3 separate regions of the Mus musculus genome follow, and all the other regions are linked to region 1. The links are chromatin contacts, called in public HiCAR-type maps. All regions are on one chromosome and are shown on one strand. Each heading gives the region's core, a stretch centred on a gene start, on an enhancer-like site or on the middle of the called end of the contact. The rest is flanking DNA. Distances are from core to core; before and after follow the strand shown.

Region 1 (3,524 bases), core at 951-3,450:
TGGTCCAGGGTCTGGTTCACAAGAGTGTCAAAGTCTAGATATTTGTTTTCACCGCAGTCATTCTGACCATTACTCCTTACAGCCTAACGTGTGTGAGCTTCCCAAATCACACCTGGGAGGAAGGATGTTTCACGGTGAGTTATGTGCCTGGCACTTCTGAAAGTCACACAATTGTCAAACCCAGAAACTGGAGCTACTTCAGGAGAGAACCTTTCCCACATGCAGACATGCCAACAGACATGCTTTAAAGGAAATATGCACCCAGTCAGGAATTCATCGGAGTTTTTAAGAGTGGTTTAGAGGTTAGCCAATAAGATGTGTCTGGCCATTTTTACCTGTGAGTTTTACATCCCTGGGTTCAAACAAAAAAATAATTATCTGTACAAATAATTTTACTTTTGTTCTTGTCATTGACCCCCAAACCACACTCTATGATAACCATTTACAGCTTTTGCCCTGCATCAGGTATTGAAGTAACCAAGAGATGACTCAAACACAGGAGGACCCACACCGAATGCAAATACCACGTTTATACTGGGGACTGAGCATTCCTCAGGTGTTCATATCTTATTTTAGGTGTGCTAGCAACCTTGAAAATCTACTTCAATCATTTTCAGATTTCTGGAAGGATTGTAATTTGATTTTAAAAGGTTTTAGTCTACTAAAATCAAGGGACACCCAGAGCAGAAGAGTCACAGCCCTGAATCTAGAAAGACACAGTAAGGATGTGTGGGCAAAGCTAGGGTTGAGGGACAAGCAGGAGTGCAATGAGGCACAGATACCCATAAGGCTGTGCCCTACTTGGGGTTCTGAAGCAGGGAAGAGCCAAGTAACTGAGTTAGCATAGTTAGAAAACCAAGGTCATGAACATGTTCAAAGTATCGAAGAAATTATCTTTGGCAAATTCTCTACTCTGATATAAACCTCAAAGACTTTGTTTTAAATAAAGGCTTTGTTTTAAATAATCAGCTTAGAGACTGCCACAGTGGAAAAGTCCACCATTGGTGATTATTCTTTGTGATGTCTCTTAAATGGTTTAAGAGAACTGAGCCCAGATATTCTAAGAGGGGCAGATCTGTGTGCACTGCACCTTCCTTGCGCCAGGTGGTACTAGTCATGTCTATTCCTACAGCTGTAAGCTTGGGAAGCCTGAGAGATCTCGGTGTGTAATTCACACTGTATTCTTCTTTAGATTCATTTAATTTTATGTGTACAGCTGTCCCGCCCCCACGTGTGTACGTGCGCCATCTGCATTCCTTGGACTCTCTGGAACTGGAGTCACAGATGGTTAGGAGCCACCATGTGGGGACTTGGAACTAACTAGACATGGATGCTCTGCAAGAGCAACAAGTGTCCTTAACCACTGAACCATCCTCAATCCCCACACGGTGTTTCTTAGAGTGCTTTCTTTGTTAGTTCCCTAGAAGCACGATTCCATCCTCATTACTAAGCAGCTTGACAAAAATATTCACCCTGAAGTAAGATTATGATTCTCGTATCGGTGTTAGGGTTTGACATCTACGGGGGAAAAAAAACTCTCAGTTTAGTGCTGAAAGTGAGGCAGATTTCCAGAAGGAAGCGGAAAGGGCAGAGACGGCTGAAAAGCAAAACACTGAATGGTGTTCACGGAAACAAGTGTGTCCAGAAGTGTATGGTAGGAAGTGCACTGTGAAGTCAGGTCCCTTGCCTGCAGCCGACCTGTGCAAACGGCCAGAGTGCCCCCTTCCCAGTGAGGGGCAGCGGCCATCACCCTCCGACAGGACCAGAAGCTAGCCCACGGGAACACTAGGTGCCACGAGGGATGTCCGGGATGTGCCTGCTGCAGCTGCAGGACCGGAGACACCAGGGAGGGGCAGCTGGCCCGCGGCCCACAGGTCACAGCAGGGCTTCCCGGGCTCCCGTGCACGCGTGGGCTGTGCGAGCCGAGCTGCAGCCGAGCCCCGTCCACGCGGCGACCCCGCCCGCCGCCCACCTGGCTCTCGCCGACGCAGAAGACGCGGCCGCCCTGGCTCAGGCACACGCGCGCGTCCCTGGGCTGCGCGGCCGCGCGGCAGAAGGTGAAGGAGCAGCGCGAAGCACGCAGCCGCCGCACCGTGGACAGCACCAGCGCGGCCGGCCGGCGCCCCCAGCGCGCCCACAGGTACAGGTAGCACAGCGTGATGAGCATGGCCGGCGCCCGCGCCCGGCTCGCGCCAGGCCCCGCCCCGGCCGGAAGCGAGGCTTCGGGAGTGTGGAGTGCGCGTGCGCTGCAGGAGGGGGGCTGAGGGCGGAGCGGGTGTGCGGGGCAAGGAAGGATGCAGGAGAGGGATGCGCTAGAGGTGGAAGGATGCAGCAGGCTGGGTAGCATCTGGGGGCGCCAGGACCATGGAGAGGGTGCCTCGGGTAAAGAGAGGCTACAGGAATGGAAAGGGCAGGCAGGACTGAAGATGGCATTGGAAGAGAGGTCACTGTCTGGTCTCAGGAGGCTGGCTTTTCCAAGAGGGGCTGGGGGAAAGGTGAGCCAGGAGATTGAAGGTGTGCTCTGGAGATGGAGAGACCTGGGCTGCAGAACTAGAGTGAACTGGGGAGGTGAGAGGGGCTGTGCTAGGGACATACAGGGACAGGGGCAGAGTAGTGAGGGGCTGGGAAAGTATTGGGGGGGAGGGAGCAGAGAGGGTGAGGGAGGTGGATAGCCTGATCAAGTCAAAGTTCAGCCTCCATTCCTTGAGGGTGGGGATGAGTGAGGCACTGGGCCTAAGTTTATATCAACAGCCAGTATTTGCGAACTATCAACACATTACAAATCAGAGAACTGACAAGACTGACGGCCTCTACCCGACCCAGTTGGTAAATCAGGTGAAGCTGTTTTATTAGATCATGCTAAACCTTCAAAAAGTGCTATTGGGTAAATTACATGGATTCATATGAAGAACACACACACACACAAAAAAAAAAAAAAAAAAAAAAAAAAAAAAAAAAACCCGAGGTATTCCCACTACATGTCTGTTACCGGTTTAACTGTGGGCATCCTGAGCCCAGTGGAAGGAGGGAACATCAGTTATGATTCCCAGAGGGCCTGTCCCAGGGGAAGCAAAATTCTCCCAGCAATTAAAAACAGCAGCTTTCTTCCCCAGAGCCTCCCATCCACAATAACTCTGAACAAACAATTTGTAGTTGCTTGCTGCCCTGACCCTTGCTCCCGAACTGCAAACAAGCAGCATAATGTGTTAACAACAGTCAGGTACACTGGCCATGGATCTGCTCATCTCAAATGGCCACTCACTCTGCAGTGGTGGCGCATGCCTTTAGTTCCAGCGCTTGGGAGGCAGAGGCAAGCTAATCTCTGTGTTCGAGGCCAGACTGGTCTATAGAGTGAGTTCCAGGACAGCTGGGGCTACACAAAGAAACTGTGTCTGGAAAAGAAAAAAGAAGTCCACTCACAGAACCTCAGCCTTGTGGTCAGATGGTGTAGCAACAACAGATTTAGCAGGAGGGTCCAGGAAGAAATGACTGGGCTCATGAGGAAGGTACATGTCACTGAGGAC
Region 2 (3,437 bases), core at 359-2,858, 380 kb before region 1:
GCTTCTGAGTGTGACTGGGTGTGGTGAACATTGACTGTGGCTGTGATGCGGCCTCCCACCTCCATGCTGTCCTTTCTGGGCAGGCGGAGGACACTGAAGGCCATGCGTGATATGCTCTGCAGGGAAATGAGTAGCTCTCTCTCTTTACAGCTTTGAACCTTGGCTTCGTACCTAAACGGCTCCTCGGACACTAATGAGCGATCCAACCTTTTATTCTTTTTAATCCAGGAGAATAAATTTAACACCATTGAAAACAGACACTGTGCCAAATCCACAGCCCAATAGCGGGACCGCCCCCTCCACAGAAGAGGTCCAGCCAGGTAAGGGAGGGTTTAGAGATGTATTCTTCTGGAAGCTAACACACACCTGACTTTAGGTCAGCTCTCGGAAGGCCAGACTGTCTTTTTGGGACCGTCCTTTGGACAAACGTAGGAAAGTAACCCTGTGCACTGAGCAGTCGTGGTTTCTGGAGGGATGGGTCTCCCCACTTCATGACAGCTTGTGTTTGGGGCAGATGATTAGTGTTGTAGAGGGATTAATAGCATCCCTGATGCCACCTATTTATTTATTTGTTTATTTTAAATGCTGGTGTTCGTGTATGTCTGTATGAGGGTTTCAGATCCCCTGGAAATGGAATTACAGACAGTTGTGAACTGCCATGAATTGAACTCAGGACCTTTGGAAGAACAGCCACTTCTTACACACTGATGCTACCTACCTCTTACCCTGTCACATCCTCAGTGTCGCAGACGTCTGTCTCTTGACACGAGAACCAGCTGTGTAGATCCATTATTCCTCCTAGCTGTAGTCAGCGTCTCACTGGGCCACTTGTGCCTTTTTTTTTTTAATGTGTGTGTGTGTGTTTTTTTTAAAGATTTATTTATTTATTATATGTAAGTACACTGTAGCTGTCTTCAGACACACCAGAAGAGGGCATCAGATCTCATTACGGGTGGTTGTGAGCCACCATGTGGTTGCTGGGATTTGAACTCAGGACCTTTGGAAGAGCAGTCAGTGTTCTTAACCGCCGAGCCATCTCTCCAGCCCCACTTGCCTCCTTATTTCATGTCACCCTGACTCACAGAAGCCCTCCCTGCTTGCTAACCTTAAGTCTGTCAATGTTTCAGAGGCTCCTGGGGAGCCACCGGAGGAGCCTCCTGAACTGAAGAGACCCAGGCTTGAGGAACGTGAAGGAGATGCCCAAAACCTGGCCCCTGATGACTCTTCCAAGACTGTCTGAGCCTGCTATGCACCTGCGTGCAGAGGAGGCAAGGCCAAAGCTCGAAGGCTGGTGATGGTGGCCAAATAAACACTCATGAATTGGTTCACATAGAAAAAGTGTGTGTGCTGACTTCGCTGTAGCAGCCTGCATGCCCTTGTTCAGTCACCCCTTCCCATGGGTCTCTGCGTATTATGCTAGGCAAAGGCCTCTTTTGGATGAGTTTCTGAGACTGGGAAACCTGCTCTGCACCCTAATCCCTTCACTTGACAGACTTTACACTCTTGGTAGAGAGGAGGGCTAGGAGAAGACAGGGGCCATCTGTCCTACAAATGAGAAATTCAAGTGAGAGCATGCAGTGCTTCCAATGGCCACTGGAGGTCACTGTGCCCACTGACTCCGCTCAGAGGGCTTGATGGTTGGCTGCCTTGCTTGACCCTCCGTCTGAGCCTGCCCTTGTCTAGAGTTGTGGATCTGGTGGCAGCACCTTTGGATCACAGTGGGATGGGCTCAGAAAACAAGATAACATCAGTTCCTGTGTGGATTTGTGTTTCACTCGTTCAGAGTCAGGTACTGTGGGTGAGCCAGGCACAGCACACTCTTCAGGGCAACCAGCATTGAGAGCTTGCTACCCTTAGGGGAGCTGCGCGGTAACTGGAGGACACCCCACTGAAGGGCAAGTGGGATCTTTGGCCTCCGTAACTCCATAACACATCCAGATGTAACTACCCGAGGGACTCCACAGAACTGTTGATAAGGGTGTACACAGACCTGGGTAGGTTGGTAGTGAACAGGCGGCTGCTGCAGGCTCTGCTCCTGCCTGGACGGGGGCTGGGGAGGGGTGAATTCAGCCCTCAGCAGCTGGAGCAGTTCCAAAGCGCCATGCTTGCTTGCACCAGATGGCTTGCTCAGACTTGAGGAATTTTAAAATTTAAGAATATTTGCTATGCATGAGTGTTTTGCCTGCATGTATGTATGTGGATCACATGGGTGCCCAGGAAGGCTAGAAAAGGGTGTCTGATCTCCTGGAACAGGAATTACAGGTGGTGATGAGCTGCCTTGGGGGAAACTGGGAACTAAACTTGGGACCCTCTGCAGAGGCAGTGGGTACCATTAACCTCCAGGGATTTAACCCTTAATTGCATCTAAAAACTCTCCAACTCAACCTCCCAAATTAGCTACCAACTCGGGCCAGTGCTGGGAACTGAGCAAGTGCGCGAGGTTCAGTGAGGTAAACCAGCCTGGACCAGAGAGCAGATGGTAGCCTGAGTCCGGCTGGTTGGCCTCCTGGGTCACCTTGAGTAGAATCCCCACATCCCGATGCCCCTTGGAGCATACATACGACCCAAAGCACTTGTAGGTCAATCTGTGCCTGCTGCTGATTCTCACACAGCAGGCCCTTCCCTCCGCAGCCCCTCGCAGCTGCCTGCACTTCTATTGGCCTTTTTTTCCAGGCTAAACATCCTTGGGGAGAGGGGACCTTCAGACTTTCCAGCTCCCCATCCTGGGTGGAGGGAACTGTCTCTGCAGCCCAAGAGACACCATGGAGCCAGGAGAGGCCCATTTGTTCTTCTCTCAGGGAGGAGGAGCCTGGAGGCCGGCTATGGAGGGGTGCTGTTTCCTAGCTTGCTCAGCTTGCTTTTTTATAAAACCCAGGAACACCAGCCCAGGGATGGCATTGTAGCCGCCAGTGGCCACGGGCTCCTGGGTTCCTAAAAGGAAAGCTGTGGATGGATGGGAAGGACAGCGAGACAAAGTTCTCTGATCAAGGCTCAATATTTACTTTTGAGTCTGAACTCAAAAAGGGGGGAAACCCATCCCCCATATGCCAGGATCTTGTTCCCTTGTCAGGATCTCGGCAGGGCAGCCAGCTGAGGCTGCTCTGCAGGTAGTGGCTTCTTGCAGGAAGCTGCAGGTGTGGCAGACAATAGACTTTAGCTAGGTCGGAAGACTCCACCCCGGCTGTGGCAAACACAAGGTCTGAATCAGCCCACTCAAGGTTGGGGGAGGGCACGTGACATCACCCACAAAGAGCTGGGCCCACCTGCATTGCTCACTAAAAAGATGCCCTACAGCTGGATCTCATGGAGGCATTTTTTGTTTGTTTGTTTGTTTGTTTGTTTGTTTTCCGAGACAGGTTTTCTCTGTGTAGCCCTGGCTGTCCTGGCACTCACTTTGTAGACCAGGCTGGCCTCGAACTCAGAAATCCGCCTGCCTC
Region 3 (3,654 bases), core at 161-2,660, 460 kb before region 1:
TGCAGGGAGGTGTGGTAGTGATTCACATCTATAATCCCAGGATTTAGGAGATAGAGGCAAGAGGGTCAGGAGTTTGTCAACCTCAAGTACAAAGCAGACCAGCCTGGGTTACAGGAGGCTCTCTTTCAAAAAGAAAAACAAAGCGATTATGTGGATCTCAAGAAAATGTGGCGAGACAGGCTTTCCTCAGCTGCATCCCGTGGGGAATCCTCTTCCCTGATGAACAAGTATTTGTCCCACCCTAGGCACTGTTTTCCCCGCAAAGACAACCAGACTCGGATGAAACAGGAAAACAAGGCTGACCTGCTTGTTAATCCTGTCAACTTGACAAGATTTAGAATCCCCATGGGAACAAACCTCTGGTCAAATCCACAGGGGAGTTTCTAGACTAAGCTATTTGCAGTTCAGTGGAGAATTTGCGCAGCCTGGGCTGCTGACACTCTCTAGGTTGACTGCACGGCTCACTGACCGGCCATCATGGTTCAACTGTCTTGACAGCCACCTGTTCTGCAAGACTAGACACCAGTTTTGCTTATCTTGTGCCTCTTATTCACTCTTAAAAACAGTGAATACCACAGGTTTTAATTTTACATCCCCTTATTAATTTAAAAGTATTTAAGTTTTTACAAGCCTACAGTTAAAATATGAAGAGAAAACACAGTTGACGTGTAGGAAAAGGAGAGGATCCATCCCATACTGTAGTGTTTAATAGACAGCGGTCTATAATAAAGGATACTAAATTGTTTATCAGCAGAAGATGAACTGAACTTTTTTTCGTTTTGTTTAGTTTTTTTTTGTTTTTGTTGTTTTTTTTTTTTTTTTTTTTTCGAGACAGGGTTTCTCTGTGTAGCCCTGGCTGTCCTGGAACTCACTTTGTAGACCAGGTTGGCCTTGAACTCAGAAATCTGCCTGCCTCTGCTTTCCAAGTGCTGGAATTAAAGGCGTGCGCCACCACTGCCCGTCTGAACTTTTATAAATAAAAATATGACTATCGTTAAGACTGCAGTAAATACTCTTGCAAATCTTTTAACCTTCTCTTTACTTGTACTATTTAGCATCCCTTTCTTGACTAATTTCTACATGCTACTCGCTGCAGTACCGGGCTCCACACACACTGAATTAACGTGTCCGTGCGCTACCACTACCAGGATAAAAGCTGATGATTTTCAGGCAAACCCAAAAAGTAATTATTTTCTTCATTTTGTCCTGTAAGATTCCAGTAACATCATTACCAGCGGCCATGGATTACACTTTTGCAGTGCGATTTTCATCAGAGTTTGCCTAGCTTCTACACATCATTCTTCGCGCCAATCTTCAATCTCAAGGTCCAGCTACGCGAGGCGAGGAGCTCGCGCCCGCCCGCTCACCTACGCATGCGCCCAACGCCTGGGTCCTGCGCGCGCAGCAGGTCAGGCCCGCTCGGGCAAGCCTCTGCTGAGAATCCTAATTCGCCTTTGCCCGAGGCGGAAATGAGTGGGTGTGGCCTGGTGTTGTCGGTTCCGCCCCGGAAGTGGGCGGGGCGTTGAAGCCCGCGGCGGACTCGTAGCCTCCCAGTCGGGCTGCGGCCGAGGCCGGTCCTGGCTTTGTAGCTCACTCAAGATGGCGGCGCAGCCACCCACCGGGATCCGCCTCAGCGCGGTGAGCAGCCGCGAGGGGAGGAGCGGGCCGGGTCCCAGGAGGGCGGGCAGGCGGGCCAGCCAGGAGGTGGCAGTGGGCGGCGGCGACTCAAGGGCTGGCGCGGCGGCCGGGAGGTCGCGGCGGGGCCAAGGGTCCGCCGCCATGTCTCCTCGCTCGGAGGAGCGGCTGTAACGCGCGGCCGGTGCGCTCGCGGCATCTCGGGGCAAGCCGAGGCGGCCTCCCTCCCTCCCTCCGGCTCTGCGGCGCCCGACAGCTGTTGTGGGAGCCGCGCCCTCCGCGACCCGCCCGCCCCGGGAGCAGCCGCCGGGCCTCGTCGGGGCGGCGTGGGCTGCGGTGCAGCGCGGTTCCTGCACGCGTCCGTCCCTGTCGGTCCCGGCTCGGAGGAGCGGAGGCTAGGACTCATCTCCTCCGCTTGCTTGGCATGCCCCTGCCTTTTCGGGCCGAGCCCATTGGTGGCAAACCCTTTGGAGGTGGCTGGGAGTGGTCGCAGAAAAGGACTTACACTTTCGGGTCCAAAACATTGTGGGCGTGGCTTCACCTGATGATTCCTGCAAAGTTTTATTCTCTGCCGGCCCTGAGGTCTTAAGCGGGGAAAGTTACTTCCTTGATGTTTGAAGGATGGCTGCGGTGGCCCATGCCTGGCATCCCCAGCGCTCGGGTGACCGAAGCAGGCAAATTCTAGGACAATTTAGGGAGACAAGGGGAAGTCCTGTCTCAAAGGCAAAAAAAGCGGTACTACTGTGTTATGTAATTTCGTTGGCGAGCGGTAAGGATTTCCGGAGGTTAAAGCACCTCCCGTAGGTGCTCTTCAAGAATGCAGGTCTCCGTCCATTCATTAGGCTACTTCCGTCATTTGGGATGTGATAGCCCCAAGTGTGCATGAAGTGTTACCTAGTTTTATCGCGTCTGCCTTTTTTTTTTTTTGTGAGGTTGAGTATTCTTCACATTTTTTGTTATGTTTTGTTTTAAATTGCCTGTTAGTACGGTTTCCCCCCACACAGTTTATGTGTGTGTGTGTCTTATGCACCTGAAGATGAGGACTTCTGAACCCTCACTGCTAGTTATGAGTTGGCCCATGGGGTGCTGGTAACTGAATCCTGGTCCTCTGTAAGAGCAATTTGTGCTCTTTTGTTTGTTTGTTTGCTCTTTTGTTTGTTGACAGGGTTTCTCTGTGTAGCCCTGGCTGTCCTGGAACTCACTCTGTAGACCAGGCTGGCCTCGAGCTCAGAAATTCGCCTGCCTCTGCTTCCCGAGTGCTGTGATTAAAGGCATGTGCCACCACTGCCCGGCGCCAAAAGAGTTCTTATTCCCAGGATAGTGATAGAAATTATCCTGTGTCAATTATGAGTGACTAAGGTCCTGGAACAGGATTTAGATTCCTGTGAGTAATGGGGGTGGCGGTGGTGGTGAGTGTGTGTCTTGGGTTACCCAACAAGTGGCTGACTTCCTGATTGCCAGGCAAATGTTCTTTATGTTGCTGTATCCCCAGCCTTATAGAAGTCCTAAATCATACAACAAAATAAATGCATAGATGAGTACATTTGCAGAAGTACTGGCTGGAGGGGTCAGGTAGCAAGCAGGCAGATCTTTGCTGGGCCCAACAATACATTTGAGAGTTTTACCTAGCAAAGGGATGCTAGGTCAAATACAGAGTTGATGGTAAGTAGCTCTTAAGAGAGACTAAGAAGTCAGGCCTTGTGGTACATCTGTAATTTTATCCACTGTGGAGGCTGAGGTAGTAGGACTACAAATTCAAGGCCTGCCTGAGCTACAGAGTGAGTTCAAGGCCAGCCTAGACAACCTGTCTCAAAATAAAAAGGAAAGAGGACTGGGCTGTGTTTCAGTGGGAGAGTACTTGCCGCCATGTCTGGGGCCCAAGTTCAACTCCAGCACTTGAGGGCACTAAAGATAGCTCAAGAGAATTTTGGCTGTCATACAACATTCCATTTCTCAATCATGATGTTATGGTTAGCCAAACATATACAAGATCCTCAGTACAGATGGACCTTTAGAGAA

What was found. HiCAR-type assays count read pairs that join an accessible place to other places.
Region 2: a HiCAR-type map of embryonic stem cells shows a contact between it and region 1, with 4 times the contacts expected there. The contact joins the enhancer-like site here to the promoter of Hlcs in region 1. A contact is called at or near these places in 6 of 115 datasets of contacts at active chromatin or transcription factors (craniofacial prominence, embryonic basal ganglia, embryonic hindbrain and 2 more) and 1 of 9 other capture datasets (liver).
Region 3: a contact with region 1 is called in a HiCAR-type map of embryonic stem cells, with 2.5 times the contacts expected there. The contact joins the promoter of Morc3 here to the promoter of Hlcs in region 1. A contact is called at or near these places in 1 of 484 Hi-C or Micro-C datasets (embryonic stem cells), 1 of 115 datasets of contacts at active chromatin or transcription factors (embryonic stem cells) and 1 of 9 other capture datasets (embryonic stem cells).

Annotation. Positions count from the first base shown.
Region 1 is chr16:94,288,091-94,291,614 of GRCm38.p6, forward strand. It overlaps Hlcs (holocarboxylase synthetase (biotin- [propriony-Coenzyme A-carboxylase (ATP-hydrolysing)] ligase)), which reads right to left and starts at 2,201. Exons shown (of 11, transcript NM_001360045.1): 1 at 1,973-2,201. The coding sequence starts at 2,167.
Region 2 is chr16:93,904,778-93,908,214 of GRCm38.p6, forward strand. Chaf1b (chromatin assembly factor 1, subunit B (p60)) reads left to right here. Exons shown (of 14, transcript NM_028083.4): 13 at 229-320; 14 at 1,128-1,329. The coding sequence ends at 1,240. Among named protein-coding and RNA genes, the nearest start is that of Chaf1b, 23 kb to the left of the region's middle. Within about 2 kb of position 1,609, at least 58 of the 459 cell types and tissues checked have an H3K27ac peak or open chromatin away from gene starts, as enhancers often do. A contact at or near this core is called in embryonic stem cells, where this site is marked.
Region 3 is chr16:93,830,711-93,834,364 of GRCm38.p6, forward strand. Morc3 (microrchidia 3) reads left to right here and starts at 1,411. Exons shown (of 17, transcript NM_001045529.3): 1 at 1,411-1,638. The coding sequence starts at 1,600. It overlaps Gm30881 (a long non-coding RNA gene), which reads right to left and starts at 2,382. Exons shown (of 3, transcript XR_876266.3): 1 at 2,141-2,382.